7 separate regions of the Mus musculus genome follow, and regions 2, 3, 4, 5, 6 and 7 are each linked to region 1. A link is a contact called in public Hi-C, HiCAR-type and promoter capture Hi-C data. All regions are on one chromosome and are shown on one strand. The core of a region is the stretch at or near the end of the contact, and the rest is flanking DNA. Distances in the headings are between cores, read along the strand shown.

Evidence for each region. Promoter capture Hi-C pulls out the DNA fragments that hold promoters and counts their contacts. Hi-C and Micro-C count contacts between places; a contact is called where the count stands out from the background. HiCAR-type assays count read pairs that join an accessible place to other places.
Region 2: a promoter capture Hi-C map of pre-B cells shows a contact between it and region 1, with 11 times the contacts expected there. The contact joins the promoter of Mrps10 here to the promoter of Aars2 in region 1. A contact is called at or near these places in 8 of 39 promoter capture datasets (the C10 cell line, cranial neural crest, hematopoietic stem and progenitor cells and 4 more), 10 of 484 Hi-C or Micro-C datasets (CD4 T cells, erythroblasts, liver and 5 more), 1 of 115 datasets of contacts at active chromatin or transcription factors (astrocytes) and 2 of 9 other capture datasets (adipose tissue and liver).
Region 3: a promoter capture Hi-C map of pre-B cells shows a contact between it and region 1, with 2.8 times the contacts expected there. The contact joins the promoter of Cyp39a1 here to the promoter of Aars2 in region 1. A contact is called at or near these places in 3 of 39 promoter capture datasets (cranial neural crest, liver and pre-B cells) and 1 of 115 datasets of contacts at active chromatin or transcription factors (pancreatic cancer cells).
Region 4: a contact with region 1 is called in a promoter capture Hi-C map of liver, with 3 times the contacts expected there. The contact joins the promoter of Enpp5 here to the promoter of Aars2 in region 1. A contact is called at or near these places in 4 of 39 promoter capture datasets (the 3T3-L1 cell line, hippocampal neurons and liver).
Region 5: a contact with region 1 is called in a promoter capture Hi-C map of liver, with 2.6 times the contacts expected there. The contact joins the promoter of Tbcc here to the promoter of Aars2 in region 1. A contact is called at or near these places in 5 of 39 promoter capture datasets (the 3T3-L1 cell line, the HPC-7 cell line, liver and 1 more).
Region 6: a HiCAR-type map of astrocytes shows a contact between it and region 1, with 3 times the contacts expected there. The contact joins the promoter of Rpl7l1 here to the promoter of Aars2 in region 1. A contact is called at or near these places in 1 of 39 promoter capture datasets (liver) and 1 of 115 datasets of contacts at active chromatin or transcription factors (astrocytes).
Region 7: a contact with region 1 is called in a Hi-C map of B cells, with 9 read pairs. The contact joins the promoter of Cnpy3 here to the promoter of Aars2 in region 1. A contact is called at or near these places in 3 of 39 promoter capture datasets (hippocampal neurons, liver and pre-B cells), 1 of 484 Hi-C or Micro-C datasets (B cells) and 1 of 115 datasets of contacts at active chromatin or transcription factors (double positive thymocytes).

What each region holds. Positions count from the first base shown.
Region 1 is chr17:45,505,526-45,508,164 of GRCm38.p6, forward strand. It overlaps Aars2 (alanyl-tRNA synthetase 2, mitochondrial), which reads left to right and starts at 1,316. Exons shown (of 22, transcript NM_198608.2): 1 at 1,316-1,556; 2 at 1,994-2,185. The coding sequence starts at 1,329.
Region 2 is chr17:47,367,589-47,370,227 of GRCm38.p6, forward strand. It overlaps Mrps10 (mitochondrial ribosomal protein S10), which reads left to right and starts at 1,299. Exons shown (of 7, transcript NM_001146212.1): 1 at 1,299-1,366. The coding sequence starts at 1,319.
Region 3 is chr17:43,666,052-43,668,690 of GRCm38.p6, forward strand. It overlaps Cyp39a1 (cytochrome P450, family 39, subfamily a, polypeptide 1), which reads left to right and starts at 1,321. Exons shown (of 12, transcript NM_018887.4): 1 at 1,321-1,743. The coding sequence starts at 1,558. Slc25a27 (solute carrier family 25, member 27) reads right to left here and starts at 1,163. Exons shown (of 9, transcript NM_001357122.1): 1 at 849-1,163. The coding sequence starts at 951.
Region 4 is chr17:44,077,467-44,080,105 of GRCm38.p6, forward strand. Enpp5 (ectonucleotide pyrophosphatase/phosphodiesterase 5) reads left to right here and starts at 1,336. Exons shown (of 4, transcript NM_032003.3): 1 at 1,336-1,516.
Region 5 is chr17:46,889,320-46,891,958 of GRCm38.p6, forward strand. It overlaps Tbcc (tubulin-specific chaperone C), which reads left to right and starts at 1,302. Exons shown (of 1, transcript NM_178385.3): 1 at 1,302-2,639. The coding sequence starts at 1,371. The coding sequence ends at 2,396. It also overlaps a transcript of Bicral not described here.
Region 6 is chr17:46,781,336-46,783,974 of GRCm38.p6, forward strand. It overlaps Rpl7l1 (ribosomal protein L7-like 1), which reads right to left and starts at 1,321. Exons shown (of 7, transcript NM_025433.3): 1 at 1,284-1,321; 2 at 448-556. The coding sequence starts at 1,297.
Region 7 is chr17:46,750,905-46,753,543 of GRCm38.p6, forward strand. It overlaps Cnpy3 (canopy FGF signaling regulator 3), which reads right to left and starts at 1,310. Exons shown (of 6, transcript NM_028065.4): 1 at 1,069-1,310. The coding sequence starts at 1,219.

The sequences.
Region 1 (2,639 bases), core at 66-2,565:
ATAGATATACAGGCTTGTCAGAATTCACTATTGCTATAGAAACTCAAGTCCAAAATAGACTATGTATTCCCCGAAAAGAAGCTGTGCTTCAAAAGTTCAAAAGACCCAAATAACACACAAAGACTGGTGGCCAAAAGAGCCCCCTGGGTGGCCAAGGCTGTCCTTCTGACCACAAAGACCTCAGTTCTGTAACCTCTAGTGCAGTGGCTCTCAACCTTCCTAATGCTTCAACCCTTTAAAACAGTTCCTCATGTTGTGATGGCCCCTAACCATAGAATTATTTCATTGCTACTTCATAACTGTAATTTTGCTATTGTTACAAATCGTAATGTAAATGAATGATATGCAACCCTATGTGGTTGCAACCCACAGGGTGAGAACCACTGCTCTGTTGGGTCTTAAACTTGGCAAATCCCTTTCTCTTCCTAGATCTGCTAACTTTCCCAGACTAAAGGTCAAGCAAGGTCATCATGAGAAGTCCTTGAGCTGTCTAGCTGCACCCACAAGGTCTGTTACCATAGAAAGGAAGTCAAGGGGACTGGGCCTGCCAGGACAGGTATCTCTTTTCTCTCAGCAAAATTCAAAGCCTCAGGGCCCTGGGAGGCTCATGGAAAGCCATCGCCACAGCTCTCAGCCAACAGCTTTGTCCTGACCTGTCGACCTGGATTCTCTCATCCCCAAGCAAATTAAAAGACCAAATGTCATTAAGCAATTAATAATGGAGCAGATGCAGTCTGGCTTCTGTGTCTCCACCAGACTCCTGCTCCAAAGAACCTGCTTCAGTCCCTAAGGACAAAGTGGCTCTGCAAACCGAGGGCAGAAGAGGACCTGGCAAGGTCTTAGAGCAGTGCCTGGCACTTACGCAGGGTTCTTGACCACCTCTTGAATACTCACGATCCCTTGGCACTCTTCAGCCTGGATCAGCACAAACCACACGGTCCACGCACCGAATTGCACCCACACCTGTTCCTTTGCAACTCCACAAAATCAATAGCACAACAACCATTACTGCCAGAATACAGATTTTGGAAGCAGAGGCATTGTGTTAATATTGCTACTAACGTTCAAAATACAGCCTAGCATGTAATGATCTTTTTATAATTATCTGTTCAATCCTGGATGAATTAAGGGCCTACTCTATGCAAAGTTACGGTATGCTGAGCCGCTCGCCAGGGGAAGAAGTCCCCTTCTTGGGGAAACACTTTCACTAGAAGCTGAGACTTGCCCCCCCCCCAAGTCTTCCACCCGCCAGGGGCCGCTGTAGGAAACACTAGGCGTCCTTTCGAACGTCACTCTTTGACCCCGCGAAGCCGTTGCCCGGAGCTAAGATGGCGGTGGCGTTGGCTGCCGCAGCCGGTAAGCTGCGGCGAGCCATTGGGAGGTCGTGCCCATGGCAGCCTTTCTCAACCGAGCCCGGTCCACCCCACGGAGCGGCCGTGCGGGACGCCTTCCTGAGCTTCTTCCGAGATCGCCACGGCCACCGGCTCGTGCCCTCCGCTACCGTGAGGCCGCGCGGCGACCCCAGCCTGCTTTTCGTCAATGCAGGCATGAACCAGGTAGGGGCGGGGCCACACCGATCGGGGGCGGAGCTCGGGAGTCAGCCTGAGAAAAGCGCTTCAGGATTGGACCAAAAAAGTGAGGGGCGGAACTCTGAGTGGAAGAGAGGCTGGGTAAAATGGGGTGGGGGCCTGGTTAGGTCTTGGGGAATTAGCTTGGAAACTTGTGGGGAGAAATTAAGTTTATTATCTCTGGATAGCAGCTGTGAAGTCCTGAGGGGCAGGCTCTGAGTGGAAGACTATTTAAATAAATAAAATTCATCCATTGAGTAGACATTTATTGCACTCCTGCTAGGTGCTTGGTAATATTCTTGAAGCTTTGATTCTGTCCAACCACTTCCCTTATCTGTAAATTTTACTACTTTTTACTAGGCAGAGTCTCTTGTTTAAGTTCATTTACCTCTTCTCTACCCTTCCTGACTTTTATGTGCTTCTAGTTCAAGCCCATCTTCCTGGGCACAGTGGATCCACGAAGTGAGATGGCAGGCTTCCGACGTGTAGTTAATAGCCAGAAGTGTGTCAGGGCTGGAGGACGCCATAACGACCTGGAGGATGTGGGGCGTGATCTCTCTCATCATACGTTTTTCGAGATGCTTGGCAACTGGGCTTTCGGGGGTGAATATTTTAAGGTGAGTTTCCAGGGAGCTCTAGAGTTAAAGTCTTTGAACCCTGAGTGCTGGATGTTGTGACCAAGAGCTAAACACAGTGTGTTATAGGGGAGACAGAAAGATGACTGGGTTGGTAAAGTGCTTGTGGATTCCCCAGAACTCGAATTTAAAGTGCGGGCTAACGGTGTGTGCCTATGATGCTGGAATGGCCAGATGGGAGATGGAAACAGATCCCTGAAGAAGTTCACAGACAAGCTAGTCTGGCCAACATCAAAGTCCCAAGCTAATGAGAGACCCTGTTTTAAACAAAAATTAGCTCCTAAGTACAGTCACCCATAGTTGTCCTTTGACTTTCACAAGCACATGTCCACATGTTACAGGTGTGTACACCACACATACACGGGCACGGGCACACACATACACACACGACATCCAATAGGAAAGAATATGCCTCACTTCGCTGATTGAAGGAAGG
Region 2 (2,639 bases), core at 49-2,548, 1.9 Mb after region 1:
ATAAATCTCTCATCAGTTGTGCCATCTGGACATTCTACCCTTTGCTTAGTTCTCTGGCCTGCCAAATAAGAATTAATGCCTGCTTGTGGGAGACCCAGCTTTACATTGGCATGATGGTTTATGGAGATATAGTATTGGCTAGTTTTGTGTGTCAACTTGACCCAAGCTGGAGTCACTGGAGAGGAAGGAGCCTCAGTTGAAGACATATCTCCATACGATCCAACTGTAAGGCATTTTCACAACTGCTGATCTGTGGGGGAGGGCCCAGCCTACTGTGGGTGCTGCCATTCCTGGGTTGGTAGTTCTGGGTTCTATTAGAAGGCAGATTGAGCAAGCCATGGGAAGCAAGCCAGTAAGCAGGACCCCTCCATGGCCTCTGCATCAGCTCCTGCCTCCAGATTCCAGCTCTGCTTGAGTTCCTGTCCTGACTTCCTCCAGTGATGGACTGTGATCTGGAAGTGCAAGCCAAATAAACCCTTTCCTCCCCAGCTTGCTTTTTGATCATGTTGTTTTGTAGCAGCAATAGAAACCCTTACTAAGACATATACTTTGTTTCATTCGCATTAAGTTGACCCTTATTCATTTTCCCAACAACCTCTTAAGGCCCAGGATGTAGAAGAGATGTCACAAATTCAGGATGACATTTATCATGTAGCATTTTAATCTCATTTAATCCTCTACTGCAAGTATGATTTGTTCTCATCTCTACTTGGCAAGTGAAAGAAAAAAAAAAAAAAAAAGGGGGTTCAAAGTACGGAAGAAATTTGATCAAGTCACCCACCTAAATAGAAACCAGAGCGCCTAAGTGTGGAGCTTCCATTATGCTAAATTGCATGGGAAGGCATTTTGAAAAACACAATTTAGAAAAATCCATTAACAAGCCTGGCATTCCGATGGTGTGAACAAAGTTTAAGAATGAAACGCCTTTTGCAATAAGGTAAAATGTTAGAATTTGGACTCAGTAGCAGCAGCAACTTCCTTCCCAAGTATTTCTGTTGTGTTTGTCTCTAAGCAAACAGAACCACCCAAGACAAATAGGATCTTAGGATAGACAGCGTATAGATAGAACCTGGGAGTTTATCCAGACGGCGGAAGCGACGCATCCACTCAAAACCTTAAATGAATGAGTGAATAATAAATAAGTAAATAAATAAGAAAATAGAAAATTTAAAATATAATTTTAAAAAAATTCAAGGAGCACCGTCTCTATGGTTGTTTCAGTGTCGGAACACAGGAGACACTCTTTCCTTTTCGAACTCTATGGTTCGCGAACAATGCTGTGACCCCGGAAGCGGTCCTGGGCGATCAGGGCACCAAGATGGCGGCGCGCGCAGCGTGTGTGGCTCTGTGCCGGCGCCTGCAGCAGGTAAAGGGGTGGGCGTGGGGTCCCGGCTGCCGACGGCGCCGTCATCGTCGAGTCTCGCTGCCACCCTCTGCCCGACCCGTACGGAGTCATCCTCCGTTGGAGGAAGTTATTAGAAAGTGACAAGAAAAGGGCAGGTTTTTCTCTCGAGGGACCCTACATAAATTGGCAAGACGGGAGCGAGAACCGTAAGACGTCAGAGCAGGAAGGATGAGGAAAACGCGTTCAGAGCCCTCCCTCCACGGTAGAGAGGGCCATGGAAACCGTGAGCTCAGAGAAGACAACGCTGGTCTCGGATTCTTAGGAACCGAGCCAGCAAACGCTGGGTCACATAAAGCCCCGGTGCAGCCCCACTGGGACGCCCTGCTCGCCTCCACGGCTGAGGAGGTGACCCGAGAGCTCCCAGGTCAGGGGAATGGGTCAGATCTCCCTCGAGAGGGTCTTTGAAAAAGGAAAACTTGCCTGGAGTTCGCATGGCATGAATCACAGCACTGGGGAAAGGAGGCAGGCGGACGAACTTCTGGGTTCGAAGACAGCCAGGTTATGTATTGAGATCCTATCACAAAAATAATTTAAATTAAAAACAAAAAAACCAGGCTGTTCTCAAGAACTTTGGTCTTGAAACTTTTGTGACTCTTCTCAATGGTCATTTAGTAGTTTTGAAAATAATGCTCAGAACTGGGTCAGATGGCTGACCCTGAAATAGCATTACTTGTAAAACCTGGCTTGCATATTGAGGCCCTGTCCCAAAATAAACGAATTCTTTAAAAAAGGAAGAGCTGACACTGTGGCTCGGTTGCTCAAGGGCCTAATGCCTAAAGCTGGCCCTGTCGGCCCCACAGCAGCATGTAACCCAGAGGTGGTGGCCCACACCTGTAATACCAGCCCTTGAGAGGCCAAAGCAAGAGGCGCACGCCTTTAATCCCAGCACTCGGGAGGCAGAGGCAGGCGGATTTCTGAGTTCAAGGCCAGCCTGGTCTACAAAGTGAGTTCCAGGACAGCCGGGGCTACACAGAGAAACCCTGTCTCGAAAAAAAAAAGGATCAAAGATTCCAAAAAGTTTGTTTTTCATACTAGAGATTGAACCCAGGGCCTTGCTTACACCAGACAAGGGTTCTGCCACTGAAGCCCATTTGTAGCCTTCTGTGGGACTCGAGTGGTCTGCTAGGGTTGCCGAGCCATCACTCCAGCCTCGATATCGTCCCAGGTTAGTTAACACTTTAGAAAGCCTGCTTTCCAAAGCAGAAGCAAATTTGAAGAAGAGTAAGCCTGGGAC
Region 3 (2,639 bases), core at 71-2,570, 1.8 Mb before region 1:
TTATTTGTTGTTGTTGTTTGTTTCTTTGAACTCACTTAGGCAGATGGATCTGTCTTGTTTTGTTTTGTTCCTATAATGTTCTTGGAACACACAGAAATAGCTTCTCTGCAACAGGCAGCAGCTGTAAATAAATGTCTTTCTCTGCATGTGCCACCCCCCACCCGCCACCCCACTGAGCCTGGAAGAAGGCCACACTGGGGTTTTTTGCAATTGTATATCCAGGACCCACTACTGCATCAACTGGAATAATGCTGCCCCTACCTTGCATTTACCACATATAAAAATTACTTCTCAGAATTCCCCTTAACGGGTATAGGCTCAGAGAAGTGATGTGGCTGACTGGCATTAAGCAAATGTTCCAGAGGGATGGTTAACAATTGGAGTCCCTCAAGGTAGGACTCACTGTCCCCCTTCCCCCAACTCAAATCTTAAAGACTCCCGAGGCAGCATAAGACTATAAACCACAAAAAACGATCCCAGGGAGGATGAAAAAGAAAAAAACAAACCAAAACCAAACCAAAAAACTGTGAACAAATGGATTATGGTTCTATAAAGGTCATCCTTACGAAAGGGGAAATGTTTCCTAGAGAGGTATAGGGCTCATGAAGAGCCCAAGAGTACTCACTCAGGCATAAGACAACATCCCTGGGGATGGGAAGACAAGGACCCTGGACACCTCCAATCCACGCTCCTCCCGAAGCTGGCCTACTGGGCACCTGACCACATCCTTGCGAGGGTCCAACCTCTGAAGATGCACTCCAGCCAGGAGTGAGGCTGCCCGCCCATCCCTCCCCCAGCACGATGCCGCAGCCACTCGCTGGGGAGGCCGAGGCGGGGGCGGCCGGTACCTAGCTCGGCCACGGTTGCGGCGCAGCCGGACAGTAGGAACTTGCTCGTCCGGGGCCATCTCTGCGTGAGCGGCAGCAGCTTCTCCTCCTCGGCGATAGGCATTCAGCAGCAAGTCAGGACCACTGGGCACCGCTGGTCGCCTGGGAACCTGCCACCCTGCCGGCGCCGCCCCTTTTCAGCCCGAGAGAGGTCAGGTCAGGACCATGTGCCTTTATTACGCTCTGCAAAGGCGCCGCCCGCCTGGTAGCTGGACCGGTCCGGCGGCCTCAGGTGCTGAAAAACAAAGCCGCACCCAAGAGGCTTCTGGGAAATGTAGTTCTTGGGGGCTCAGCGACTTCTCTGATTGGCTGGTAGCTAGGCGCCCGCTGCAAACAGCTAGTTTACTCGAGCTCCGCCGCCTCAGGATGTGTTCCCGCCTCCTCCGTCCCAGCCCAGCCCAGCCCAGTTCAAATCAAAGCTTTTTTTTTTTTTTTTTTTTTTTTTTTTTTTCTCATAATTTGAAAGCCGTGGGAAGGTGGAAGATAGCCACAATGCAAAAATCACACAAAAACTGGGGCGGGGCAAAGGAACCACAGTTACGCAAGAGAATTTGTTTAAAAAGTTTCTCGGCTCAGAGTTTGCAAAACTGGGCGCATTTTCCTCAGTCGGCGGGGGACTAGGAGATTCCCCTGGAGAAGGACGTTTTCAAACGTCTGTTGATTCTGGAAGATGGGCATTATGGAGTTATTCTCACCAATAGCAATCGCCGTTCTGGGAAGCTGTGTTCTTTTCTTATTCTCTCGGTTGAAGAATTTGCTTGGACCCCCGTGCATCCAAGGCTGGATTCCCTGGATTGGAGCTGGACTTGAGTTTGGGAAAGCCCCTCTTGAATTTATAGAAAAAGCAAGAATCAAGGTATGTAGCAGTGACAGGGAGTTTGGAGGGAGGTAGTATTTCCTTTTCTAATTTTTCTTTTATTAAACTCAGTGTTGGAACATTGGGCATACACATACTTCCGGCAATTCGTCTACTCTGTTTCTCTACATACCTTGTTGGAAATAGTCAGGTCTTTTGACTGTTAGTAATTCCCTGCAGTTAATTCTAAGTGGGTGTTTATTAACATTGCAGATGTAAGCTTGTAGTTTGGGGGCGGCGACAGAAGAGTTTCCATGATTTCAGTTTGTGAAAACGAGTAATAAATTTGTATCACAAGTAGAGGTAACTCTACGATTTTATAAAACTTGATTTGCTAAATTGATCTTTACAGATTAAAAGCTCCCCAATATTCTTTCTTTCTCTCCCCATCCCTACCACCAGATACTATTTTATTGGTGAGTTCCTCCCTCCCTTATTCCCTGCCCTGAGGAAATAAGTAATGGATTCCACTGTAAGGGTTTTTTTTTTTTTTTTTTTTCCCATAAAGCAGCTACTGAATGTTGAACAGTTTAGAGAAGGCACTTTTACTGGCTGGCCTTTTAATTTCTATTCATATTTTGGCGGCCAAGATCTTACTGTGGTTTTGGTTGGGAAGCCAGCATGGTGGATGAAGTGCTTTCTGCAGCAACCACAAAAACCTGAGTCCATACCTCAACCCCTCCAGGTTCAGTGAGAGAGGCTTTGTCTCAAAAACTGAGGTGGAGGGCCAGCAAGAGGGCTCGGTGGGTAAAGGTGTCTGCTGCCAAGCCTGGCATCTTGAGACTGAACCTTAGAACCCACATGGTGGAAGGAGAGAATCAGCTCTCTCAGATTGTTCTCAGACCCCCACATGGGCGCTGTGATACACACATGCCCATATTCCATGTAAACACAAT
Region 4 (2,639 bases), core at 86-2,585, 1.4 Mb before region 1:
CCCACATAGAAACAGGCCCATTCTCACCCCTGATTTTTTTTTCTTCCAGGTTTTCTTTCTTTGGAGTGAACAAGGAATTGGCTTCTTAGGCTGGGAGATAAGGACTTACTAGACTGAACCACCTCCTTCCAACTTTGAGCAGTTTCAAAGGTCAGGACTTGGGGCTTCGGAACAAGTTGTGCAGCTTCATGGTTTTGGGTCTGGCTACACGCAGAAACAACCTCCCTTTCCGCCTCCTTCCCACGTGTTGAAAATGATAAAAATCCCCATGGCAGAGTGCCCAAATGCCCTTCAGGGCAGTGCCGCCCAATTTAGCAAGTGCCCATGGCTAGAGTTGAGACTGTCCCCTCATTAGAAATACACCAAAGGCTAAGACCAAAGGGCTCAATTCCTTTACAGAACGTGGCTACAAACATCACAGCCCCAGCACACAGAACAGAAGACATTTGTTACAGACAGGCACCAAGGCCACAGCTGTGGATGCTTGTAGCCTTACCAGCTGATTAAATGTTGAAACTTCAGTTGTGACAATCAAGCAGATAATACTGCCTATTGCAGACAGATTTGGTTAGCTGAAGCTTTCAGGTGCTACTGCTTGGAGGATAGGAGTGGGGAGTGCCTGCGTGGCCAACTTATAATAAGATGCAAACACTTGGAAGTCACACATTGGGCTTCAGAACAGACTAGATTCCCAAAGCCTTCCATAGAGGAAATACTTGACACCAGCTATTCATGAACAAAAGATTCATGAGGGCTAAGGATATTCTTCAGTTGAGAGAGTGCTCAGCTGGCATCCAGGAAAACCTGGGTTTAATTCCCAGCACCTCATAAAACCTGGCATGGTGATACATGCCTGTAATCCCCAGAATTTAGGAAGTTGGAGCAGGAAGGTACTAGGACTGAGGTAATGCTGGGCTACAAACTGAGTTCCACACTATGGTGAGCTAAATGAGACCCTGTTTCGAATTATTAACACCATCTCATGGCAAGCTTGGATATTCTGATGTCCCTCCTTCAATTAAAGCTTACTGAGTGACGTCATCAGTTTATGATAAAGGAAGAAGAAAACTCAGAAGAGATGGTAGAATAAAATTAGCTTATAATGAACATGAGTTTCAGATCTCCAACCACTGGGATAGCACACTAAAGTCCCTCAATATCACGGACACAACAGGCCTACCAGGGCAGTTCTGAGTGACAAGAGCCCCCAGCCACCCATCCCTATCCCCAAACCTGGCCACCAAGTCCCCCTCCTTCAAACCCACGCAGCGCCCGCCCCCCTGCTTCCGCTAATTGACAGGCAGCACAGCTACTCCTAGGAGCGGATTTTTCACCCTGGTAACAGTGACAAGCTGGCGGGAGCCAATGGCGTTCCAGCAGCGGGGCGGGCTGCAGCGACGAGTCAGGTGCTCTGCGCTGAGGCTGCGTGCAGGTGAGCGAACAGGATCCTACAGTGCCCCTTGTTTCTGCCTCCTCTTGGTCCCAAACGTTCCAGGACAGATCTGTCTCAGCGCGGGTGAGTCCCCGGAGAAGGGTGGCCTGCCTCCAGAGGCCCACACTGGGGCTGTCACCGGCCAGCGGGGCGGGGAGGCCTAGCAACCCCGTAGAGAAGAGGCGACGCACCCACCCACCCTGGCAAACACCCTGACATAAGCCCACTCCTCTGCTCTTTGATTGGTGCGCCTGTTTGCTTAGGTTGGGGCGGGGTGGGGGTGGGGGAGGCTGGAGAGAGGAAGGACTGGAAAGGCCAGGGCGATTTCAATCGAGATCTAGAGAGTTTCAGGGCTCCGTGCTGTTTCTGCGTGGAGAAATGAGAGATTTGTCCTTTTTTCCTCATCCCCACCCCCACCTGCGTTGTGGCACCCATGTAATTATGTTGCTTCTTATTATCGAACATCCCCGAGCTTTAGACAGAGCCTCATACTTCGCTTCAGTTTGCCCCAAGAAAACAGTTGTCTTCTATTTACCTCAATTAACTAAAATAGATGGGAAAAAAATCATATGTTCCGTGCAACTGATTCTTTCTTGGCATTAAATTGTATTTGGTTGATAATAATTTCCTTCGTGTTAGTGAGATGGGAGAGAAAATTGGGGGAAAGAAAAGAAAAGAGGGAAGAAACAGGGATCAGTCATTTGCAGTTTCCTGCATACATTTAATTCCCCGTCATGGCCATTATTAATGTTGCTCCCAGAATGAGTGGCATTCAAGATACAATAGTAAATTTAAGTTTGGAATCAGTCATTGTCTTGAGACCAATGTCCAAAACAGTTTCTAGTCTGGATGAAACCACAGTTTAAAAAAGCAAATCTAACCTTAAGCTCATATGCATCCTTTGCATACAGCTTATGGTTCTGAAAACAAAGCCAGCCTGCCTCATAGGTTACATCTGCCCATTCCTAGACCATAGCAAGGCAAGTCAGAGCCACATGCACACATTCCACACATGTACACATATCACACACATCACACATGCACACATATCACACACATCACACATGCACACACATCACACATGCACACACAATCACACATGCACACATCCCACACATACACATATCACACATACACACACACATCACACATGCACACATACCATACATACACATACCACACATACCACACATGCACACACATCACA
Region 5 (2,639 bases), core at 52-2,551, 1.4 Mb after region 1:
GCAGGCATATTGGTAAATTTTCAAATGAGTATTTTGGGCAGTTAAAAAAATCCCAATTAAAAGAACAAAAATGGAGGTTGGCAACAAGGGCGGAGATGGGGCTGAAACCGAGAACTGTATGGGCCACCGAGTCCAGAAGGCACGGTGGCTGAAGGCAGCACGCGAGGATGCCACCCGAGTCCTCGGCGGCCGCCGCCTTGGGCTTCTGCCAGGGACTGCACGGTCTTGGCTGCCCACTCGCACCTCGGGTTGGTCTGGACTTTAGGCTAGGCTCGTTCACTTCCGGTGACAAATCCCTCCCACCACCTCTAGAAATAATGTACCGTTTCCCCATCGCCTTCCTAAAGACCGCCGGCCCTATAGGGAGAAGCGAGGCGCTCCGGCTGAGGGTCTTAGCCCCGCGCGGCCAGCGGTTGCCAGCTGCGCAGGGAGTGGCTGCCACCGCGTCAGGGAGCAAGACGGTGGGGGTGGCATGTCATCCTCCCCCGCCCCCCCTCCGACTGCAGCAATTGGCCATTAAAAAAAATAATCTGTTTTTAGACTCCCCCAGGAACCCCGGAGCCCGCTCCAGCGAGGAACCCAGTCTTTCCCATAGCGGTGATTTGCGCTTTCTTCCCGCCCCAGTAACTGCCCACGGGGACCCAGACGCCCCCAGGCCGCGCCGAGCTGCAGTGGATGGGGGAGGGCAGGAAGGATGAGGGTTACCGGGGCGGCAGGGACCGGCTGAGCAAAGAGGTGATGGAAGGGAAAAGGGAAAGGGAAAAAAAAAGAGAGAGAGAGAAAGAAAGAAAAAAACCCAGAGGCATGCAAGCGGTTCCCTGGCCAGCTGTTCCAGCTGCAGCTTCCTCCGACGCGGTCCGGGAGGTGCAATAACCCCCCCCTCCATCTTTCTCGCACTACCTGTCCCCCACAACACCACAAGCACAGATTCCTCCCCACCACCCTGCAGCAGATCTCCGGCCTGTAAGGGGGTAGCAGGGAGGAGCTGGGGGGAGGGGGAGGCCTGCGAGTTTCTAACCTTGTTCTTATAAACAAACCCACATGTGCAGCTGCCGCTGCTGCAACTCACCCCACAATCCCGGATATAAGTCCTGCCCCTTTAAGAAGAAAAAAAAAAAAAAAAAAAAAGCTTCACCCGACTGCCTCCCACCCCACCCATCCACCAGGACCTTTGTCTCCCCACCCCCTCCTGTCAGCCGGCCCCGCCCTCCTTCCCGCCCCTCCAACGCGAAGAAACCAATAGGCGAGGAGAATATGGAGGGAGCTGACGTCACCGCAGCTGGCCAATCACAGCGCGCGTTGGTGGGAGGCCTCGCGCGGAGAGCGAGCGCTCGGAGGCAAGGCGGCGGGGGAGGAAGCCTGGAGTCAAGATGGAGGGTGTGGACTGCTCCATGGCTCTGGCCGACGCTGCCGCTGGCTCCCCGCGGGACCTGAGCCTGGTGCCCGAGCGACTTCAGAGGCGCGAACAGGAGAGGCAGATAGAGGTGGAGAGACGCAAGCAGAAGCGGCAGGACCAGGAGGTGGAGGAGGAGAAGAGCGGCTTCTTCGCCGCCGCCTTCGCCCGGGAGCGCGCAGCGGTCGAGGAGCTGCTGCGGGGCGAGGCGTCGGCGGAGCGGCTGGAAGAGGCGGCCAACCGGCTCCAGGGCCTGCGGAAGCTCCTGAACGACTCGGTGCTCTTCCTCGCCGCCTACGACCTGCGGCAGGGCCAGGCGGCGTTGGCGCAGCTGCAGGCTGTCCTAACGGAACGTCGCCAGGAGTTGCAGCCCAAGAAGCGCTTCGCCTTCAAGGCACGGAAGAAGGATGCTGCGGGGACCGCCCAGGTAGACGCCGCACCCGTCGCCTCGGCGGCCCCTTCTCCACCGGTGACCAAGGAGGAGGAGGGAGCTCCCGGGGCCAGCTGGGCCTGTGGCTTCTCCAACCTGGAGTCCCAAGACCTGGAGAAGAGAGCTGAAGAGCTGCACCAGCGCGACGTCCTTTTGAGCGACCTGACCAACTGCACTGTCAAACTGTGTGGCAATCCCAACACCTTGCGGCTTGCGAAGGCCCGCGGCTGCAAGGTGCTCTGCGGCCCAGTGACCACCTCTGTGTTTCTGGAGGATTGTCGAGATTGCGTCCTGGCTGTGGCTTGCCAGCAGCTCCGTGTGCACACTACCAAAGACACGCGCGTCTTCTTGCAAGTGACCAGCAGGGCTATCGTGGAGGACTGCAGCGGCATCCAGTTTGCCCCTTACACCTGGAGCTACCCGGGGATCGACAAGGACTTCCAGGACTCCGGTTTAGATAGGAGCAAAAATAACTGGGACCAGGTTGATGATTTCAACTGGCTGGCCCGAAACGTGGCCTCCCCAAACTGGAGTATTCTTCCTGAAGAGGAGAGAGACATCCAGTGGGATTGAGCACTGGCCACACTCAGTGTGATGTCCCATTCGGTTTACCTGATATTGTCTTATGTTTGCGGTGATAGGGGTTAGAAATTGTTGAAACTCCCCTCCTGTGAGTCCTATTAAATTCATAGCAGTGTAACAGACTTTTGCTGGTTTGGCCTTCCCCTGCCTCCCTTTGAGTATGACAGCGTGAAGAATTAGGGGGAGAATGGAGGAGCTTTGAGGGATTTGCTGTTCTTACCGTTGATCACAGGG
Region 6 (2,639 bases), core at 71-2,570, 1.3 Mb after region 1:
TATAGCCAAACTCTCCATTTTCCTGTCTCAACCTTCTAGAATGCTGAAAAGTGTGCCACAGATAGCAATTTAATCGCAGCATTCTAGAGGCCTAAGTAGGCTGATCTGTTAGTTTGAGGCCAGCCTGGTCATACAGTATTCCAGACCATATGTACAGACCCCATCTAAGAAACAAACCAACCCCAACAAAACATTTTTAAAATAATCTATTTTTTTCCCTGCCAAATTTGGTTTTACCACTAAATTTGAATTCAGAAAATGTCTTCACTTTTCCCTTAAAGGCTGGTCTAACATTTTGCTCACAGAAAGATGGTGGGTAAATCTTTGCTAAATGGAGGACTATGAGGGAGAAACCTGTGAGGGATCTGATAACAAATCTAGTTCAACGAACACCGTTTAGTAAAATCCGTCCACTACAAATCCTAACCCCCCCCCTCTCAGAATTACCTCTCTCTTTGCCAAAAGTGCCTGCTTTGCCTGAGTGGCTTTGAGGGCTTGATAAGCCTTCCTCTTTTTCAGAAGATTTTCTGGAACCAAAGGAATTTTTTTTCTTTCCCTGATAAAGGAACAAATTTGACATTAATGAAAATTGCCAAACCAACATTTGGTGGCTTTCCAAACCAATTCGAGATCCTGGTCTTCCCGGGACCTAAAGTTTCTGATGAGTCTTCGCCGTGCTCCTGTAATGCTCACTCGTCCCGAGAGCCTTTAAAAATCAGGAAAAACCTTTGCTCTCTGGGTTCGTTTTGGTCCGTGGAGCTTTAACAACTGTAGGCTATGACCTGTCACTAGCGGCAAGGAAATTCTAGTAAAATCCAGAAAGGGGCTATCACAGATCCATCAAGAAGAGTAATGATTAAGTCGAGCTAGGATGAGGTGGGGGGGGGGGGCACATGAAAGCAGGAGGGGGAATTGGGGGGAAAGAGCTTGGTGGAAGACGCAGGGGAATAAGAGATGATGGGGAGGTGATACGATCAAAATACACTGTACGTGTGTACCAAACTGTGAAAGACATGACAGCCAAGCTGAGCGAACTCAACTCTGGCGCTACGCAGCCACTCGCCCCTCCGAACCTCAGTTCCTCTTCTCGCTGCTTCCAAAGTCGTCCCGATCCCTGGTCGCGGAGCCCTACAGCATCTCAGCCCCCACCTTGACTTCATACTATGGAGCCTTTTTCTTTTCTCTCCACAGCCCACAGCTTCCTTTTGTATCACCAGAGTACAAACAGAAAGGATGGCATCGGATCCTCAAAGCCCCATAGAGAGATCCGAAGACACACTCACCCTTCCTCCGCCATCTTTCCGGTGCTTCAGCTACTGCGCTTGCGCAGCCTCACCGGGCGGGGTAGAGAGGCCCGCCTCGACGTCTCTTGTATCATAGAGACGGACTCTCGCTCCCGCAGGAGGACTCAGGCAGCCTGAGATTCCTTAGCGAATGTGAGCGTCTGGGAAAAGGTCTTGCTAGCCAGGATTCCGGCAAAAAACCCTCCAGTTTTCTTCCCATCCCTTCTAAGGTCTCTAGAGTCTGACACCCGTCTGGATCCAACCCTTTTCAGTTAGGCTGTAGGGTCTCGAACTCGGCCGCTTGTGAACAATTTAAAGGCTTTCCACAATGCATCTGCAGCTTCCGCTACGGCACGGGCTCTACAGAAGTTGGCCGCCTTGCTTAGGTGAGGTTTTTATTCCCGGAGACTTGAAGGACCGACGTGGCACTCACATTTGGTGGGCGGTTATTTGTGGAGGATTTGCGGAAATAAAAATGTGTCACCTACTCTGTGAGCCTTTGAATTCCTCACCTTTCTGCATCTCGGCTTCCTCATCCGTACAATGAATATCTACGGGTTCCCAGTGGCCGCCAGGGGGCTCCTTAAGATTTACAAAGCCTTAGCACAAGTTGGGTAAACAGTGGAGCCAGAAACTAGAAATGCTCCATTTCCATCTCAGAGCCTTCACTTGTTTAAGTTTCTCAGAATTTACTCCCATTGCCACATACTAGCACAGTGCTGTTTTATGCTAGCACAGTGCTGTTTTATGCTCTAGCCTAGGACAACGCCACTATATAACACTAGAAAGGGTCGCCACCCACAGCCTTTATCCTACACCTTTGGCTTATGGGCAGGAGACTTTTCTTATTTTCTGTGTCTCTTCTGCACCTCACTACACCACTTCACTACAGTGGGACTCTGCAAGGAATTGTTGAGTACCCAAGGACTGATACATGATGTTGGAACACACTAAAAAACTAGTCCACTCAACACGCTAATGTCATTACCAGATGAATGTCAAAGGAGATTAAGGGCACGACCTCTTCCGGCCTCCTGCACCAGGCATACCAGGTATTCTAAACTATTCCATGGATTGCGCTAGAACCATGCTTGTTTTTAAGTTTCCTCAAAAATCTCTGTCCGGGGCTGGTGAGATGGCTCAGTGGGTAAAAGCACCCGACTGTTCTTCCGAAGGTCCAGAGTTCAAATCCCAGCAACCACATGGTGGCTCACAACCATCTGTAACAAGATCTGACGCCCTCTTCTGGAGTGTCTGAAGACAGCTACAGTGTACTTACATATAATAATAATAATAATAATAATAATAATAATAATAATAATAATAATAATAAAATATATATATATGTCCCATATT
Region 7 (2,639 bases), core at 60-2,559, 1.2 Mb after region 1:
GGTTGGACTGGCTGGTCTCCTGTGCATCTCTTTAGGTGCGGAGGTGCGGGGATCAGGGGTGCACAAACATTGCAGCGTCTGGCTTTTTATATCTGTCTTGGGGATCTGAACTCAGATCCTCTGGCAATCACTCTACCCACTGAGCCGAGTCCCCTGCCCCCATTCGCCACACATTTAACAGCTCAAATGGGAGGATTAATGTGTCCCAAACCACCAGCCCAGCATCCAGTGCTTAGGGAACATCTGGCCTGTGTACATCTGCTTGGTGCATAAAATGGATATCCAGAATACTCGGGGGAGGGGGGCCTTCGAGGACTTAGAAAGAAGGTCGATGGCTGCAAAGGTCTGAGAGGAAACTGAGCAATGATGAGCAGGGCAAAAGAGAGGTCTCAGTTCCTTGTCCTTCGATTTTTAAAATCTACCTCCTTCACTTCAGTCTCCTCTGCGCTCGATGCTTTCAAAAAAGTGACCTCTTGATCCTTTGAGTGTGAGTCTCTTCTCTCCACATACACTCACCGCCCCTCCATATAATCCTATGTAAAGCCCCCCCCCTTTTTTTTTTTGGTCTGCCAATAAATATTTGCAACTCAGTACCTGTTCTCAAGAAGCCAAAACCATACACAAATTAGGTTGTAGTGAAAGCACCACGGGAAAATTTTCAGGTTCCCTTTTCTACGTCATATGGACCTTTTCAGTTCCTCAAATTCGCCCTCTGGCTTCTAGGCCGGCAGGGCCTCCTCATCTGCCTCTGTTTCTGTGGTTTCTGCGGAGTGAGTTCCTCTGCACGCCATGCTTTCCCTGGCCAACTCTTCATTTCGCAGCAGGCTTCCTGTATGAAGCCTTCCCTCCACCCCCACCTCTAGTCTTGATGAGCAACTACCCCCGGATTCGCCCAAAAGCAGGGATCTCCAGGTTATCCGAGAGTCACAGCACCCAGCATTGCCGCAAAGCACACAGCAGGGCCAAGGAGACCCCAGCCCAGGTCCTGCCAGGCCCAGACCCTTCCCACAGGCCCCGCCCCCTCCCGCCCCTCGGGCTTGGCTACGCCCCGCGGCCCCGCCCCCTCACCTTCGCATTTGCTGGGCAATCGCACCCAGTCGGTCTCCTCAGCCCCGGCGGGACTCGGGCCTAGCTTCGGGGCAGGAAGGAGCAGCAGCGGAAGCAGCAGCAGCAAAGGAAATAAGAGGCAGCGGGGCGCGAGCTCAGACATGGACTCCATGGCCCAGCCGGACCCAGAGCAGAGCGGACCCGGCGGCGCTTCCTCCGGCAGCGCGCGCGGAGCAGCTTCCCCCGGCCGCTTCCGGGACTGCGCACGTGCCTCTGGGTAACCACGGCAACGGCGAGCTCCGGCCCGCCCCACGCCCGGTAGCCTCTAGCGGCTTGCGAAACCGACCAAGGCCCGCGGGCGACGCAACCAATGGGTTCGCTCGGCGTCTGCTTTATAGCCAATGAGAGGAACTATCTTTTTTTTTTCCCATCTCAGCCAATCAGAGAGCGGATGGTGGCTTTGGCGCCCTATAGCGATATCACTGCCAGCTAAAGGAGGCTCAGTAGCTGGAGCATCAGTTCCTAGCGGGTGAACCTTCATCATACCTTGGATGAACCAGCCTTGGGCATTCTAGCCCTGGATAACGGACTATCTTTCATGGTTTTGTTTCTTGTTTTCTGTCTTTTGTTCTTCGAGACAGGGTTTCTTTGTATCCTTGGCTGTCCTGGAATTTACTGCGTGGACCAGGCCGGCCTCGAATTCAGAAATCCAGCTGCCTCTAAGTGCACCTCCACACCGGGCCTCGTGGTCCTCTCCCCGCACCCCCACCCCCATTAAGGTGTTAATAAAAAAGTCTTTATATATTTATTTTGGGTTGGAAGACGACTGGAATCAGTTGCCTCCTTCCACCATGTTGGTTCTGGACCTCAAACTTGGATCCTTAAGGCTTAATGGTGGCCCTCTTTAGTCACTAACCTAACTCATCAACCCTAACCATGGCTTTCTTTATAAAGTTGCAAGCACTCACTAGACACCGGCTTTTAAGGCTTATTATTGCAGCCACTCACTCGAATAGATACTTAGGGCCTCACAACAGCCCAGATATCCAGTAATTGCGTTTCTCCTTATGAAAACTAGATTAATAAACAGATAAGAGTGATCCTCTTAGCCGGGCATGGTCACACGACTTTAATCCCAGCACTCGGGAGGCAGAGGCAGGCAGATTTCTGAGTTCGAGGCCAGCCTGGTCTACAAAGTGAGTTCCAGGACAGCCAGGGCTGCACAGAGAAACTCTGTCTCGAAAAACAAACAAAGAGTGATCCTCCTACATCTCGAGGTTTGCCTGTTGGGAAGCTCAAATCAATAATTCATGAATTAATGGAATTAAAAAAGAAATCCCTAGTTTTAGGGATGTTGCTCACTGGGAGATCTTTGCCTAGCACTTGACTACCATGTGCAAATCCCTGGTGATCCATCTCCAGGCTGGCATAAACCTGTCATTGGCTATATAGTGAGGGGGAGGGAGATATAGCCTGAGCTACTTGAGGCCATATCTACAAAACAAAACAAAACCACCTTGAAGTATGTGGGACAGATGGATAAACATCCCAGCATTTTTTGTATGGTATTCCAATCTCTTTTGTTATTTGTT